2 separate regions of the Rattus norvegicus genome follow, and region 2 is linked to region 1. The links are chromatin contacts, called in public Hi-C maps. All regions are on one chromosome and are shown on one strand. The core of a region is the stretch at or near the end of the contact, and the rest is flanking DNA. Distances in the headings are between cores, read along the strand shown.

What was found. Hi-C and Micro-C count contacts between places; a contact is called where the count stands out from the background.
Region 2: a contact with region 1 is called in a Hi-C map of the A7r5 cell line, with 2.5 times the contacts expected there. The contact joins the promoter of Plce1 here to the enhancer-like site in region 1. A contact is called at or near these places in 5 of 12 Hi-C or Micro-C datasets (the A7r5 cell line, the Rat2 cell line, Schwann cells and 2 more).

The regions. Positions count from the first base shown.
Region 1 is chr1:245,617,578-245,621,609 of GRCr8, reverse strand. It overlaps LOC134485233 (a long non-coding RNA gene), which reads left to right. Exons shown (of 2, transcript XR_010063255.1): 2 at 3,246-3,457. Among named protein-coding and RNA genes, the nearest start is that of Plce1, 37 kb to the left of the region's middle. Within about 2 kb of position 2,164, at least 10 of the 93 cell types and tissues checked have an H3K27ac peak or open chromatin away from gene starts, as enhancers often do. A contact at or near this core is called in the A7r5 cell line, where this site is marked.
Region 2 is chr1:245,654,442-245,658,381 of GRCr8, reverse strand. Plce1 (phospholipase C, epsilon 1) reads right to left here and starts at 1,302. Exons shown (of 33, transcript NM_053758.2): 1 at 1,078-1,302.

The DNA of each region.
Region 1 (4,032 bases), core at 915-3,414:
GTGTTTCCACTGCTTCGAGGAATGTTTGTGTTTTAATGTTTTTGACGGCAATGAGCTGATGAGCTGCTGGGTCACTCACGTGTATGGGTGGACCTCACAAGCATGGATACCAATTCGCAAAACACAACAGAAGCACCATGTGTAGGGCAATGAGCTTGCACAAACGAACTCTTGCCACATGATACTATCGTGATAAGATACAGGGACAGCTGAAGCTTAGCCACGGTGAGAGAAATAAGTGAGTGCCTCGAGGGACAGTCCAGTGGTGACTGGAAAGTGGGACCCAAGACCCTCATGGGATGGTGGGAATGTTCTATCTCTTGTTTTAATATACTTTGGAGTAAGCATATGACTGTATGTGATGATATATTGTCAGCCTACAGAACCGTTAAGACAGGGTCCTGCTACATTCTCCTCAAAGAGGTTCATCAACTGTTGGCTTTGTCAGAAGAAATTATATGCGGACCCTTTACTGAATATAAAAGTTATTTTTATTGAGGCTATTTTCTGAAAAATCCCTAGGAATTGGTTCCATCTCCTGTCTTGATTTGGGTTACTGTTGCTGTGATAAAACACAATGACCAAAGCAAATTGGGGCTTCTCCGGCTTACCCTTCCGTATCACACACAGTTGATCATCAAAGGAAGCCAGGACAGGAACTCAAACAGGGCAGGAACCTGGATGTAGGAGCTGATGCAGAGGCCATGGAGGGGTGCTGCTTACTGGCTTGCTATTCATGGCTTGCTCAGCCTGCTGTCTCATAGAACCTAGGACCACCAGACCAAGGATAACCCTACCCACAGTGGGCAGGGCCCTCCTCCATCAATCACTAGTGAAGAAAATGCCTACAAGCCTGCCTATGACCAAATCTTATGAAAGCATTTTCTGAATAGAGGTTCCCTCCTCTAAATGAGTTTAGCTTGTGTCCTGTTGGCATAAAACTATCCAGCAAACCTCCAAAGTGATAGTATATGACACTTCCTTTACCTTGTTTTGTGGATGTGGACCCTGGTTTTCAAAAAAAGACCTGTGCCGTGCTTGTTGAGACCCAGTTTCAGGAGAGTGGTCCTCAGCCCTGACTGTATAGTGCTATCACTGAATGCCTACTAGACTGCCCCACCATCTAAAATCCGGGCTGCACCTCAGACAGAATAAACTAGATTATCGAAGGAACTGAGGCGTCAACTTATTCAAACTCCAACTGACTCCAGCGTGCAGTAAATGGGGCCCCACTATTCAATGTCAAAGTAACCTCCCTTTTAAGCACCCACACTTGCTCGGTCACATTGCCAGCTAGTGTCCACCTACCTGTCTTGTCTGACTTCGGACGTCTGGATTCTGTACTTTAGATCTCTGGTTCCTGCTTGTAGTTCGTTTGGATCCTGACTTCTCTAGACTAACGGCCAGGAAGATTCAGGCATTTAAGTCCTTCCTTCTCCCTCCCTCCATCTTTCCTTCCCTCCTTCTTTCCTTCCTTTCTTCTAGTGTTTTAAGATCAAGTCCAAAACCTTGCGCATGTTTGGAAACTGCTCTGCGGCTAAGCTCCACCCCTCAGTCTCCCATCCAATAAGATCAAGGCTTTGAACTCTAGAGCTGTTCCCTACAGATCCTAAACTTTCGTCGGGTTCTTTCCTGGTCTGTCCACAGACTTGCTCTTGATCTTGTCTCCCTCTTTCCTCCTTTCTTCATGTCCAGGGTCTCTAACTGACCTCTTGCATCCGGCAGTTGATACCGTTTGTTTATCCTCACTGCTGGCTTCAAATACAGCTTCACTGCCCGCATCCATCACAGAAAGTCCCCGTCCTTAGAACCCCGTACCATCTAACCAAACCAGGGGCCTTTGCCTCAACCAACTTCCTCATCTCACCTAAATGGGAATTTTTGGCCTGACCACTCTGTCTGGTTTTCTCTTACCCTCTGGCTAGTCAGGCGGGCTCTATTCTGTTGGACATCACAAAGAATTGGAATCAAATGAAGGGAAATGCCTGGAGAAACACCAGGCTAAAGCCGACATATCGGGTTTCTGTGCCTTCTGAGGGGCTGTGCCTGCTCCAAATTCCATTCCACTGACCATGAGCCGTGTTCTCAGCGCAGGCAGCTGAATGAAGTGTGTATTAGAAACTACAGCTGCTCACCTCAGAGCTCCGAGGGCCTTCCTCCGAGTCTGGCTCCAGTGACTCAGGCTTGTCTCCACCTTTCTGGCCTGACCCAGAGCTTGGATACTGTGTTTCTCTGTTTGTCTAGTCATGGTTCACATCAGCCCCTAGCGTTCAACCCATAGCATAGATCCCTACCCACTTCTTCCTGGACATCTTTAGTTCTTCCCCAGCCTGCTTCCACTTTCCTCTCCCAACTATGCCACTTCACATCTTAAGAGAACCAGAGCTTAGTCGGAAGTCACATTAGCTCCATCGCATAGGGTCCCTCCACACCTCCCTTGAATACCGCGAGGGCAGAAGCCTGATCCGTGAGTCCCGCACGGTCTCACACTTTGAATGACAGGGTGGCAAGTTACAGATTGGCTAAAAAAAAAATAGTGAAATAAAGGTTTTTTTTTAAATGTTAAGAGTATTGCCTAATTTCCGAACTTAAATTTTAATTATTTTTCTATTTTCACTGTTAATAAAATTATTTTTAAAAATACACGTATTCAGTTGGTCATAGCGGCCCATCCTTGTAACTGTAATTAATGCCACTTGGAAGGCAGATGCAGGTGGAGCTCTGTGAGTCTAGGCCAGCCTGGTTTTATTTTATATAGTGATTTCCAGCAAGCTAGCTTGGCCTACATAGTGTGACCCTGTCTCTAACTAACCAACTAACTAACTAACTAACTAACTAAACAAGCTAAAACAAAACCAAACAAACAAATAAACAAAACAAAACACGCCCCACATATTTCATGTTCAAATTCCCATCTTCTTTTTTACTTGAACTCTAACTCTCTCTCTCCCTCTCTCTCTCTCTCTCTCTCTCTCTCTCTCTCTCTCTCTCTCTCCCTCCCTCCCTCCCTCCCTCCCTTCCTCCCTCTCCCTCTCTCTGCCTCCAGAGTATGGGATTAAAATCATGCACCATCACCTCCTGGCTAAAGCCCCTCTCCTATAGCCATGTCTAACTTATAAATGTTGAGCTGACCTATAAGATATCCAGGAAATGACTGGCTCAAGAAGACACATAGTAAATATTTGTTGGGTGAATGGTTAATAAATACTGTGTTTATTAAGCCACTCAGTTCTTTTTTGCTGCAGATATGGCATACCGAGCTGGAAAGATCCAGGAATGTGTTTCAACCCGGACATTTTACAGATGAAAACAAGGACCAAAGGGAAGGTGCCGGCTGGAGACTGGAAATTCTCTTCCCTCCCTGTATACCCAGTCCTCCCTCTCCCCACAAACTGACTTTTACTGTATACCCAATCGGCCTATTAAATCAAGAGGTTTTCTCCTCTTTGCTCTCTTAGCTTCAGCATTCTTTGAACAACTCATGTGCAAACTTTCATTGTATGGCAGTGATAAAAAAAGAGAAAAATTTTATGTGTGGGACTGATAGTCTGTGGGACAAGATGGGGCCATTTTAGTAAAGAAAATGTGATGGCTTCGGAGATGGTTCTGCCAGGAAAGTGCTTGTGGAGCAAGCTTGAGGACTACGTTCAGATCCTGAGCACACAGGGAAATTTACTGAGTGTGGCAAAATGTTCCTGCAAACCACCCAACCCCCACCTCTCCATCCCCCAACTCCCCCATCCCCCATCCCCCATCCCCCATCCCCCACTGGATGCTGGGTAAAGACAAACACAGCCCTGGAGCTCTTCAGCCTGCTCACACAGCCTGAACCACAAGCTCCAGGTTCTGTATCAAAAAATAAGGTGGCGGGGTTGGGGATTTAGCTCAGTGGTAGAGCGCTTACCTAGGAAGCGCAAGGCCCTGGGTTCGGTCCCCAGCTCCGAAAAAATGAACCAAAAAAAAAAGGTGTCGAGTCCTAGAGGAAGACACCCTCTACATATATACACATGAGTACATCCCCTCCCTGGTACC
Region 2 (3,940 bases), core at 53-2,552, 38 kb before region 1:
AATTTTGCTACTGCTGTGGATTGTGTGGTAAAGCTCTGTGTTTTCTGATGGTATTAGGCATCCCTATGAAAAGATCCCTCTGGTTGTGAACCACAGGTTGAGAACCTTTGTTCTAGAGCATATTGTCAAGCATGGTTCAGAAAAACCACAGTTCTGTATAGTAACTGAGGAGGGATGGTGAGCTCCTCCTGCACTGACAACTAGGAAGCTATACTGACATCCAGAGAACCACCTGCCACCCCTTCCCAAGACTGGCTTTTAACTATTGCTTCTGGGTTCACGTTCCTGACTTTAGCTGTGCTATTCTGTGCCCTTAGCATCACCCTGCCCCCACAGGGGGCGTCTACAAAAGAGTTAAGAAAACCCACTAATGCTGATGAAATTCTGAACTTTGTACAAAAAAGTTTTCGGCGAAGTCGACTCTAGTTACTAAAGAGCTTATTTTTTTAATGCACTGAATTATTGAATAATGAATAGTCCCTATACAAATTGATTTAGTCAATTGAACCAAATGTGCCATGACTTAAATGTAAGGGGGGGTACATATTTACCCTGTGCACGTAACACGGGCCATGGCCAAAGAATTGTGAATCTGTGTTATTTAGAAAGACTTTAGAGAAAAAGCATAGCCGTTCTCGAAATCACCAGTCAGAGTGAAACAGGTCCAGTGCTGTATTTCCTAGGATTCCACAGATAAATCTCTCCGGAAACAATGTCTGAGAACTTTCCTTGAAATGCGTTGCTGAGAAAGGGACTTCTACTTTGCTTTGTGCTGGGCCACTTCCACACCACACACACACACACACACACACACACACACACACACACACACACACACACACACACACACAGCATGAAATGGTGAGCCGAGGCCAGGGTAACCGGGTGACCTCCAGCCTAGCATTCCCCAAGGGATGACTGCCCCGGCTGTCCCCTGGGAGGCGGGAGCCGCTGACTGGGCCACCAGGTACACGAACTCAGGCTGCCGCCCGGGAGCGACTCCAACCCGGAGAGCACCCAGCCCAGCTCTCCGGATCTGCGGTCCTCAGTGACCAAGAGACAGAGTCGCAGGCTCACCTTAGATCTCCAGCCAGACGTGCGGCGGGACCAGAGTGCCGCGTCCCTGGGGACCTGGTCCACGCGCGTGCGTCCCCAGAGCCGTGGAGAGTCCCAGTTACAGAGTGTCAGCCGCACAGCCGATTCCCAGGAGCGAACAGAAGCCGGGCAGAGCACAGCGGGGCGCGCAGCCGCCGTCCACTGCTCTAGCCCGCCGCCCCCGCCGCCAGCCCGCGCTCCGGGCTCAGCCCGCGCGTCCCTCGCCCCAGCAGTGCGCGCTGCCCGGAGCCGAGCGGAGCGGGGCGGCGCGGGCCCCCGCCCTGGGCCGGGCTTTCCCAGAACTCGCCCGCGGGGTGAGAGGCCGCGAGCGCCACCGCGGGCCGCCCGGCGACTAGGGGAGCGGCTAGTGCCTGGCCCGCCCCCCGACTCGGCTGGATGGGGCCCGCCCCCACCACCCTGCCTCCCCACCCTAGCAGTCCGGACGACCCCCGCCAGACACCCGGGCCAAGGAGCCCAAGAGCCAGTCGGTCTCAGGTCCAGGAGGGAACCGTCTCCAGCTGCGACAGATCACCTTGCTCCGGGAGAGCCGGAATTCTGCACACCTCGGGTGCAAGAGGTCCTCTCTCACTGCCTCCCCTCCTGCTGACCATCCCTGGGTGACAGACCGGGAAACTGAGGACCGAGGTTACTAAGTGACTTTAACAAAGTTACTCTAGTAGGAATCAGCAACGAGACTCCCACCACTCGCATTCTTCCATTCATTTCCGAGTACTTGTAGAATGCTATCTATCATTGTGCCCAAGACACTTCTTTTGCTATGTGTGACTACTCATGCCTGTGATCTCTTACAAAACTAAACCGTGCCTGTTTGGTCTTTCCGAAGCAAGTCTGGAGATTTTCACAGCTGCTAGAAACTGCCGGCTTTGCCTAGAGCGTCCTTGGCTACTGGCAAAAGTTTTATGCCCTATCTGCAGTTAGGAGAGCCAGAGACCTGGAGAAAAATCAAACCTCCTCCCGTTTGCCCAAACCTGTGCCTTCTCCTTTTTTACCTGGCTGTCTTACAGATACCCGTAGGCCTGATGCCCTCTCCCACATTCAACCAGAACCAATTCTTTCCGGCCCACGTCTCAAGTCTGCATTTTCCTTGGACCAAATCAACCCTCCACGCCACAGCCATAGTCGTTCTCCTCCACAACTTTAATTAATGCAGAAATCTTCAGTATCTCCATACTAACCATCTTGTGTGAAGGCCACCATGCCCTAGCCAGTATGAGCCATACAACAGGGTGTGTCCAGCTCCCATCCTCCCGGAACTCTACCTGTAACTTCGCTGGATCACGGAGGTCTCCCACAGGCTCTGTCTGCTCTTGCTGGGTTTAGGTAGCTTCTTAAATGAGATCTCCCCTCCTTGGAGCCTCTAGCACAGGAGAGACTGGAGCAAGAATGCATAAGACAGCCAAAGAATTCTGCCCGTAAGAAAAATCTGCCAGCCCTATCCTTACACTGTTTTGCTGTTTTCTCACCACTAGGGTTTTAATGAAAACTAATGTTTCTGCTTCCCACAAAAGCTGGTTCAGGAAGGGCTTAGCAGAAGGCCTTGGGGGAGATTTTTTGTTCGTTAAGTGTCAGGTTTTTAGTTTTAGACCACCAATAAATAAATGGTCATTTACCCCAACCATAGACTTGGGCAAGTAAGTGGAGAGGTCAACAAGTACCTTCCTGGTAGGATGGGGCTTTTATTTAACATATGGCATTCCTCTGGGATTTGTGTAGTTCATTTAGTGGATCTAGCCATCCAGATATCATCATCACCTGGTACCCCAAACTTGTGGTCAGTTGTTCTTTTTTTAAAATCTGATCTGGGAATCAAATTGCTGCAAAGCTGGTGGCCATAAAGGCAGTAAACACCGAGCCCTCCAGCTGAGCCAGTGCACTGTTGAGATCGAAGACAAACGGGGGGTCCCATAAGTAGAAAGCTGATGACCACCCAAGTATGGTGGCCTGCAGGCTCCGCCCCGATACGAAGGGTGCCTTTCCCAACCCCTTGCAAAGAGAGTATCCAGATCAATGTTCCCTGCTCACTCCCTCCATAAATGCCACTGGAGGGAGCCTAGTCCCTGAGGCTGCCTCACCGCATTGGAATGTCTGAGCTAACAGGACTTCCAGAGGGTTCATTGCTCCCTCTGAACAGCGCTGCCCAGACTTTCTGGAGATTTTGATTCACTCCGCAACCTCGCCAACTCTTGCATACAAGGTGCCTTTTTTTTTTTTTTTTTTTTTTTTTTACACCCTGCCCTCTGTTCAGTCAAACATGCAGACCATCTCAGGGGCACAATGGCTCCATTCAAGGCTTTTTCAGAAGCGCAGCATATAACCTCTGCGCTGTGGGTTGCTGCCAGCCATTATCTGCAGGAAGAAAGACTGTCAGATAAAGCGCCTGAGAATCGGAGAAGCGCTGGACAACTTCCATGGAAAATTCAGTTCAGAGAAGCAAGACCGCGTCTCGGTACAGAGGACCATTCTGCCGAGTAAACAACAACAGCTTCCAGGAAGGGCACCATGGAAATTGTATCTTCACGGAGAGCATCAGTGTTGGAGACTGAAGAAGAAAGCGGGACATCATAGACCACTTAATGGAAATGGACTTAAGTGGGAGTCCTTAAGATTATGAATTTAGGTTGTAAAAAAAAAAAATCACTTCCCAGCAAGATACCCTACACCCTCTACTATGCATACAACGATTTAAAAAAAAAGGTGGGCGCTCCGTCACATTCAACAAGCCAGCCATGGGCTAACCTGCTCTTAAACAAATCCTGAAGCTGGGGGGTTGAGTGGTCAGTACAGACTACTACAGTGATTTATGTTAAGCAGCTGGGGGGCAGTG